3 separate regions of the Hordeum vulgare genome follow, and regions 1 and 3 are each linked to region 2. Evidence: chromatin contacts called from public Hi-C data. All regions are on one chromosome and are shown on one strand. The core of a region is the stretch at or near the end of the contact, and the rest is flanking DNA. Distances in the headings are between cores, read along the strand shown.

Evidence for each region. Hi-C and Micro-C count contacts between places; a contact is called where the count stands out from the background.
Region 1: a contact with region 2 is called in a Hi-C map of seedling, with 5 times the contacts expected there. The contact joins the promoter of LOC123411800 here to the promoter of LOC123407244 in region 2. A contact is called at or near these places in 3 of 6 Hi-C or Micro-C datasets (leaf and seedling) and 1 of 1 datasets of contacts at active chromatin or transcription factors (embryo).
Region 3: a Hi-C map of leaf shows a contact between it and region 2, with 5 times the contacts expected there. The contact joins the promoter of LOC123412168 here to the promoter of LOC123407244 in region 2. A contact is called at or near these places in 3 of 6 Hi-C or Micro-C datasets (leaf and seedling) and 1 of 1 datasets of contacts at active chromatin or transcription factors (embryo).

The regions. Positions count from the first base shown.
Region 1 is chr7H:226,796,405-226,799,306 of MorexV3_pseudomolecules_assembly, reverse strand. It overlaps LOC123411800 (traB domain-containing protein), which reads right to left and starts at 1,299. Exons shown (of 7, transcript XM_045104762.1): 1 at 906-1,299; 2 at 698-813; 3 at 523-611; 4 at 340-414; 5 at 61-153. The coding sequence starts at 1,249.
Region 2 is chr7H:225,845,310-225,848,240 of MorexV3_pseudomolecules_assembly, reverse strand. It overlaps LOC123407244 (hydroxymethylglutaryl-CoA synthase), which reads right to left and starts at 1,483. Exons shown (of 11, transcript XM_045100335.1): 1 at 1,274-1,483; 2 at 630-736; 3 at 333-465; 4 at 45-188. The coding sequence starts at 1,339.
Region 3 is chr7H:225,266,088-225,269,057 of MorexV3_pseudomolecules_assembly, reverse strand. It overlaps LOC123412168 (probable protein NAP1), which reads left to right and starts at 1,510. Exons shown (of 24, transcript XM_045105108.1): 1 at 1,510-1,672; 2 at 1,750-2,200; 3 at 2,322-2,396. The coding sequence starts at 1,832.

The sequences.
Region 1 (2,902 bases), core at 50-2,549, 950 kb before region 2:
ACTTTGGCAAATTGATTAACAAGAAGATTGGAAACAGGAGCACGAGTAGGTAGCACTTACCGGCATATCGGTTGTTGAAGTGATTCCACGGAATAATGAGATTATGAGTTTCGTCTTTTCATCCCAGCTGAGGGATTTCAAAGCTCGTTCAAGCTACAAGAACAAAATGTGACACCATCAGTGACACACATATAACTAGCATATGATCAGCTTGCTTTTGCGGATGTGCGCTGTTGTGAACACACTCTTCTCCTTATTCAATGAAAATGGAAGTCTTTTGCCTCGTTTCAAAAAAAAAAAAAAAATGATCAGCTTGCTTAATTGCAGATGTCCACATACAGTTATTTCAATGGGGCGATCCCCAAGAACGAGCTGAGCACCAATATCTTCAGACACCCTCCTAGCTGCTCGGAACTGCAGGAGCATTACATATTTACATTAGTAACAAAACAATTTGAGGTGCTGACTCGTTCCATAACAAATTAACATTATGTGAAATATTGACATGGCCAAACAGAGTACCTCCTCCCCAAACGGCCTGTTCGCGCCAGAAGAAATCTTGGACGAAAACACAGCTAGGAGCAAACGCAGAGCAAGAGCACTCTGTCCACCTGCACCGTCCCGAAAAGATGGCAATGAAATCAACAGCGTTCCATTTGTTCGACGAATCTCAGGTAGTACATACAGTACTACATACCCAGGTTGATGCTCCGGTTGACGGCTCCGAAGAACTTGGTGCCACCGAGCGAGAACATGTTGGATTTCAACAGCGGCTCGCCGGAGGCGGCGTCGGAAGCGTACATGATCCCGGCTCTGTAGTAAGGGCACTGCAAAGGCACCGCTCAGATTTCCAAGAGAGAAACGGTGATGATATGTGATCGGTCGATCGGGATGCTGGATCATGCCTGCTCCGGCAGAGTTCGACGACGACGTTGTCGGGGCGGATGGCGCGGAGCACGCGCTCGACCTCATCGGCGGACTCCGCGGAGAGGTGCGAGGTCCCGAGGATCCACACCTCGTCGGGCTCAGCGAAGTCCGGCGGCCGCCACGCCGGCACCGGCCCGAACCGCCGCCGCGGGATGCGCACCAGTGCGCCGGACTCGACCAACTCAGCCAGCGCGGGGTTCGAAGCGGCTGTGGTGGCACGCGTGTCGGCGAGTGACGCGGACCGGTAGTCGAAGCACGGCGGCGGAGGCGGCAGGGGCGGCCGGAAGGACGCGGCGGTGGATGGCGTGGGGCCCGCTGCCATTTCTTCTTCTGGTTTGTGGTGCCCCCGCAGACGGATGGCGTAGATGGGCTCGGTGCCACTAGCCTAGTCGCGTTACGCCGATCTCGGATTTTCCGCAAGATTTTTGTGACACATTGCGCCGTGCACTGGGCTAATTGCAGAAAACAATAAGAGGCGCATTAAGCGCCGAATAGGATCTGGCCCAAACCTCTCCTATCAAATTTACGATTTTTTTTCACTCTACGAAACTTCTTCTAAAATTTCAAATTTTTTTAATAATTGTGAACTTTTTTTGACAATGTGAACTACTTTCAATTTTTATGAAAAAAAATTAGATTCATGTTTTTTTAAGTCAATAGTCAGCTGGTCAATCCGTCAGTGATCAACCGGCCATAGTCGACCGTGAAAACCGAGCAAGGGGGAGTGAGCAACGCTCATTTTGCTTGCTGATCCGGCCGACAAAAATAGCGTGTGAGCGTCGCTCGGCTTACATGCCGCAAAAGGCGTTGTATAGACGTCACAAGGTTTGGTAGATTGTATCCCTAATTTGGCTAAGTTGAGTGTGTGATGCGAAGCATCTTACGGTCATCCTCATGTACACTCCCACTACTTCCCAAACCCAAGTGTCATTGAACATAAAGTGAACCCGTTTCTAAATCCCTCTCATTTCAATTCACTCGAGACATGGACGCTACCTCAAGCGAAAACACTATGAATGCTTAGGTACCATGAAGGTGACCTGTGAGACACTCGGAGTGATGGCCAAGACCCACGAAGAGGGACGATGAAGATCATCAAATGGAGGCCCGCGAAGCCTACAGCGGCCGGACATCCGGCCCATGGCCCGGACATTCGGCGAGTGAATGTGACGTCCTCGGTTTGATCGTACGCTAACCAAACACGCAAATGCGTACAACCAAGCTCAAGGACTCACGAAAAGATATCATAACACAACTCTTAGACACATATAAAACATACAAGCTTCCTATTACAAGCCAGGGGTCTCGAGGGCTAGAATATAGAAGCTCGATAAACACACGAGTCAGCGGAAGCAACAAATATCTGAGTACAAACATTAAACATGAGGTGCCTTAGAGAAGGCTAGCACAAAAGATACAACGATAGAACGAGGCGAAGGCCTCCTGCTTGGGAGCCTCCTAACTACTCTTGGTCTTCAGCGGCCTCTACGTAGTAGTAGGCACCGTCGGGGTAGCGGTCGTCATCGACAGGATACTCCATCTCCTAGGCTCCATTATTTGGTCGCAGCCACGGATCAAGGGGGAAAGGGGAGCAAAGCAACGGTGAGTACTCATCCAAAGTACTCGCACGACAAACATAAGAACTATGCTAAGTATGCATCAGTATCAAGGAAAGGGGGTTATATGCATGAGCAATGCGACAATAGAGAGAGAAGGCCTAGTCCTAACAAAGACTAGCATCTTCAACGGTCTTGCAGCAATAGACGAGAGTAGAACAAGGTAACACAAATACTAGTCATATTGTTGCAGCAATATTAATATGAGGTCACGCCCAGAGATTCTCCCTCGACTCCCTGCGAGGAAGCAATCCCGGAGCAACATTCCAGTTAAGTAACAGTTGTAGTTGTATAAGATCGGGGCACAACTACAAGTCGTCCTATAACCGTGGACAAAGGTATTCGAATAGATAAGTTCT
Region 2 (2,931 bases), core at 234-2,733:
ATCGACTTGGTGCAGAAATTAGATGTTGATATCGGGTGACTAACCGCGCTATCTGTGCAGACCACAAGGCCGTAGCGTCCATCCCAGCATCGACTTTCGACCCAATTCACACAGTTCAACAGGGCAGCTGTCCCACCATAACATGCGTTACTCGAGTCAACTCCCTCAATGTCAGTATTACCACTTTCCTGTATTTGTGACAAATGTCAACAATTGCAACATTGAGTGAGACTGAAACTGAACTAACAAACAACTAAATGAAGTGGAAACTGCGAGTTCACCAAGATTCAGGTTAGAGGGAATATATGTTGGATCCTAATTCCATGATTTACCTCAAAAATTTGCATCAGCCACGTTTTGATGGATTTACTTTTGTCTATCACTGTCTCGCTACCGACCTCCAGGCGGCCAATTAGCTTTGGATCTATGTGGTACTTTTCCAGCAGGGATTTGACAACTGTCAAACTGAAATAACTTTCCAACTTGAGCATTCACGTACCGAATAGAGTATTGCACTAAATATATAAGTATTTGATATAATTGATTAGTAAATTCTACTCATCAAGAAGTTCAATCCCAGCAAAAGAAGGTAGGACAAGGGAGTAATTTTCCGGTGTGACAAAATATACCTCATCGAGATGACATCTTCTACCTCGCTGCAGAAGGCCATGCAGTCTTGCCCAAGACCAATTGTGTACTTCCCCTTGCTGGCCCCGTCATGAACCTCCAGCGCTTCCTGCAACCAGTACTTCAACGCATCAGCATTCAACTCTTACTCCAGCAGCATTGAACCGACACAGCAAATTATCCATGTATTAATTGGGCACAGCCGCTCCAAAGCCACATCAGATCACCATATGCTCGCTCTGTGGGAGACGAAATACAGCACCAGGCATATGCAGCATCTGACAGCCGGTATATCAGAGTGAAACTAATAATAATTCAAATATTCCTTGAGTAAACAAATCACTTCACCACCCGTGATCCACAAATCCGCACGGAGATGGCACCTCCGAACCAAGGTTTCATTTTCCGGAAACAATTTCATCGTGGCGATCTCAACTAGTAGTCTAGTACTCCGTAAACCCGAAATCCCGCACGCCTGGCTAAAACCCCCGCGGCAATTCCCCGCCCAAAATACCAAATCGTCCGTGATCTCGACGCGGAGATGCTCGGAGCCACAGATCAGCCACGTTCGCAGCACGCAGCGTGGCACGACGGCGACAAATCGAGCGGGGGCGGCGGGAACAGCAGCTCTGGTGGAGAAGTTCACCTGCTGGACGCAGGTGGGAGGGAAGTACATGTCCATGGCGAGGATCCCGACATCCTTGCAGTCCATCTCGCGATCCCTCCTCCCGCTCTGTGCTTCCGCGGGCGCTCCCAGTGGCTGGGCTGGCTCGCAGGAGGAGGAGGAGGAGGAGGAGGCGTGTGTGACGTGAGAGAGTTCGTGTGACTTTGGCAGCGCCGGGGACGCGGAGCACGTCGGGGATAATATACGAGATTCCCAGATTCGTTGTCTGCATCCCTGAACCGGTCCTGCCGATTTGTGGGCTGCTGCGACGGCCTGCTTGGGCCAGCTGGCCTGGACCATATAGGCACGACAGTATTTACCTCTCAAAAAACAAAAAGGCTCGGCAGTATTTTAAAGGGAAACGATTCGCTCGCGAGCGTCGTTGGATCCCATCATATCTGGCGGTCCTCGTTTCTTCCTCCGTCACGCACACGTCCTTCCCCTTCTTCCCCACTTTCTTTCCCCCTGCAACCGTTATCATGCCACATCGTTGGTGGTCGGCTTGCCACCCCTCTTCTCGTCTCCTTCAGCGAGTGTACACCTCCTCTCTCCTCTCTCCCTACCGAAGCTCGGGGACTGCTTGCTCAAACCGTTCACTCGTGAAGCTGTGACCCGCTGCGGCATATGCTGGAATCATACTACACGCGAACTAAGTGATACTTCTATGCTAAAGACATGGTCCCGTCGACCGACGATGTGCTGTAACCGGCGACCCATGATGCTACCACCGACATGCCGAATTGCTATAACCACGCATATGAAAAGCTGCAAGCGTGCCATGGCGGAATGCTGCAACCGTTGACATAAAATGCTACAACCGTTGATGAAAAAAGTTGCAACCAGACATATAAGAAGCTGCAAGCGGTCATTGTCATGACAGAATGTTGCAACCGTTGACATAAAATGCTACAACCGTTGATGAAAAAAGCTACAACGAAGGACCGACAAGGTTGCAGCAAAAATCACAACGTCACCGTTGCCACCAAAAACTTCGTCGTGGCCGTTGCAGCAAATCATGTCACCGGATGTAGCTTTTTTCATTGTCGGTTGTAGCAAAAATCGCAAAGCCATGTGCGATGTAGCAAAATGCAACACTAGTTGCAGCAAATAGCGATGCCGGTTGTAGCAAATTGTGATGCCGGTTGAAGCATGTAGCAAAAATCGATGTTAGTTCCAGCATCCTATATCGTGGGTGTGCCTCGCCGTCGCAGTTATGCAGCTCGTCCGTCGAAGCTAGGAAAAGAGGTGGCTGTGCGCGCGGGACCGGGTTAATGGCATCCTCGTCGGGGATGGGCACCGTTCGCCGGGGCCGATGGTCGTTGCCGCTCGCCGGGGCTGCGCACAATCATAGCTCGCCGTGGTCGCTCGTCTGCTGCAAGTTGCAAGGGTCGTAGACGCGCGATGCTGTGAGCGACGGCAGCGGCAAGCGCGGAGTCCACCATTGACGGAAGTTGGCTAGCTGCGGCCGCCTCATATCTCGTCGTTGACTTCTTCTATGCATGCGCGGTGTGGGGTTGTTTATTTTTTACCAAACGGGCAACGCAGATCCAATGGTTACAACAACTCCAATTAAATGATGCAGGATGGACCGGCCTAAGCTGGAGCGCCGGTGCGCCGGCGCCCAGTACTGCCCTTTTAAA
Region 3 (2,970 bases), core at 261-2,760, 580 kb after region 2:
TCGACGACACATGCTTGAATTGCAGCACGAAATCCAACAATCAGGCTCTCTCGGAGTACAAAGTATAGCGCTTGTCGTACTACATCTGAAGGGCCTTCGTGTGACCCCTCATCCGCCATGCGGGAGCATCTGTCAAAATATAGACGCAAAATAATTAGTAATTTATTTTAACAAATCCAATGTTTTTGTTCAAAAAATTGATCATAGTTATTACCACTCCATTCTCGATGGGGCGTGATGACCCTTATCGAATCCAGGGTCAAGCAATGTTTACTTAGTGCCGATGTTTTCCGCAAGGTGGGGCCTCCTAAAACAATTGCAAATGAATCATGTCATATTCAATGAACATGCATCATATCATATTCAACGGACATGCATCATATCATTTTCATCAATTATCACATACAACCTACATTCATATCATATTCATCCAATAAATATGATCAATGCAAATGAATCATATTCAACCAACATCATTCATTTATTTAACATTTGTAAATTTGTACAAAAATATATATTTAACATTTGTTAATAAAATTGAAATATGCATATGCATAATTTACCAAAATCCATCATATTCAACATTGTACTATATGCATATGATCCATTTGACAATATCCATCATATTTATCCAACTAGTTAGAATCCCTCCAACTAGTTAGAATTCCTCCAACATCCATCATATGACCATTCATTCATTTCTTTTTAACATGAACTAGGGTTCATCTTCAAACTAGATAGAATCCCTCCAACTAGTTACTAGGGTTCATATTCAACCACATATATCATATAGAATCAAACCAAACAAACCTAGGATCACCACCTTTTGACCTACTAGAGGAAATAGGGTTCATTCGTACCAAATAATGCATCAAATCGAAAGTTTTTTGATTAAAACGAAATGAAGGGATTGAAAGAGCTTATTTCTCCCATTTTGGAGCCATCTCGATCTACAAAAAAGATGAAAAACGAAGAGATCCGAAATGAGGAGTGGAGGGGTTGAGAGAGGAGGAAGAGGAACTTCCTCTATATTTTTGAGGCGCGGGGTTGAAGAAGATGGAGTGGGCGAACCGCCCCGTGCAGCTTATAACAATTCAGAGCCAACCGTCAGGGTCTCCGATGATAGGGTAAGACAGCCTATCACCGTGAAGCCCGACGGTAGAGTGGGGCGAAAAGCACGCATCGCTTTTGTTGCTGCTGACGCGGATGAGTTATCTATCATCATTGTCCTCAATGGTAGGCTATGCAACCATAGCGCCAACCGCCTAGGCAGTAGGAAAAAGGGTCAAATTCTTTTTTTTAACCAGGATCAGAATAAACCTTGGTCAAAGGGTCAAAACACCAAATTTTGCGAGTGAGGGTTTGGGGTTTGTGGACGGCGAGGTTAAAATTCAGTTGAGATCCAGGCCTTGTCACGCCCCCTGCCCGCTCACCAAACGCAGTTACGAACTTCGGGCCCACGGTCCTCCCAGTCATGCGTAGGAGTAAAGACGAAGCATAAAAAAAAGGTAAAAGAAGGGTAAGGTCGCTGTACTGCTCGTACTGCTCCCCCTCTTCAGGAGAAGCAGAGGAGAGCCATCCGAGAGCGACGGAGCTGCTTCTTCGCAATGGCGGCGAGATCTCCGCTCCACTGAGCAAGCCACCGGCCTCCTTACAGGCGTGCGTCTGCTAGGTGAGCTTGCTCGCTTGCTCTTCCAAGGAAATGCATAATTCGTGAGAAGGTTTTGGTAATCGGAGCCAGTTCGGCAGAAAGCTCGGTGCCGGCCGGTGAAGCGGAGGACAAAGGGCCAGTGGCAGGCGCGGCGGACCGGCAATTGCTCTCCATCAGGAGATGGCGCACGTTTCGTTCAAATCCAAGGAAGTGGACAGCGTGCCCCGGTGGTCGGAGTACCTGACCGCCGACGAGTCATCTCCCTCGGCGTCGGCAAGCTGGAGGACCATGGGCGTCGACGGGCCTCAAGCCTCCGCGAGTGGCCATAGGCACCTTCAGATGGAGCCAGTGGTTCAGCTCTCCAAGGTCGCGGAAGGGCTGCTGGCCAAGATGTACAGGCTCAACAGCATCCTGGACTATCCAGATCCAAACACGCACACCTTCTCAGAGGCATTTTGGAAAGCTGGTGTTATGCCGAATTTTCCCAAAATTTGCATCACCTTGTCCAAGAAATTTCCTGAGCATCCCAACAAGCTGCAGCTTGAAAAGGCAAGTGTCTCGACCATACGGATGTATCCTCTCAACCTTTGGGAACCCCTTTCATTCAAAAAATAAAATAAAATCCTCTCAACCTGGAATTTGCTTAATCTTATGGTACTATGCCTTTCAGGTAGACAAGTTTGCTCTTGATGCTTTGAATGAAAACGCGGAAGGTTACATGCAAAACCTAGAGCGATGGATCATGGTATGTGCCAACTACCGAGATTAACAATTAATTGTATCAGGCAGGATAAACAAGTTTTGTTCTGTTCTGTTGACTATCAATTAAGTGCTGCCATCTGGTAGGATAAATTTTGAATATATATGACCTAAGGCAGCCCCCGACTTGTAAAAATGGAATTACATTGACATAGGGCTTCATAATTGTATTCTGCACCCCTGTAATTGAGCATCCTCGTTGGGATTTGTAAAAATGGAATTACATTGACATAGGCCTATAGTTTCAACCTCCTTAAGTCATTATTTTCCAATGTATTGGTCAGAGATGAGACCAATGCTCCACTAGAGTATTTTTTGATACCATAATTATGTTGGTTGCCCCTAAATCCCGTTGACCTTCAATCAATACAAAAGAACAACAACGACAAAGCCTTTAGTCCCAAACAAGTTGGGGTAGGCTAGAGGTGAAACCCGTAAGATCTCGCGACCAACTCATGGTTCTGGCACATGGATAGCAAGCTTCCACGCACCCCTATCCATAGATAGTTCTTTGGTCATACTCCAATCCTTCAAATCTCTCTTTATGGACTCCTCCCATG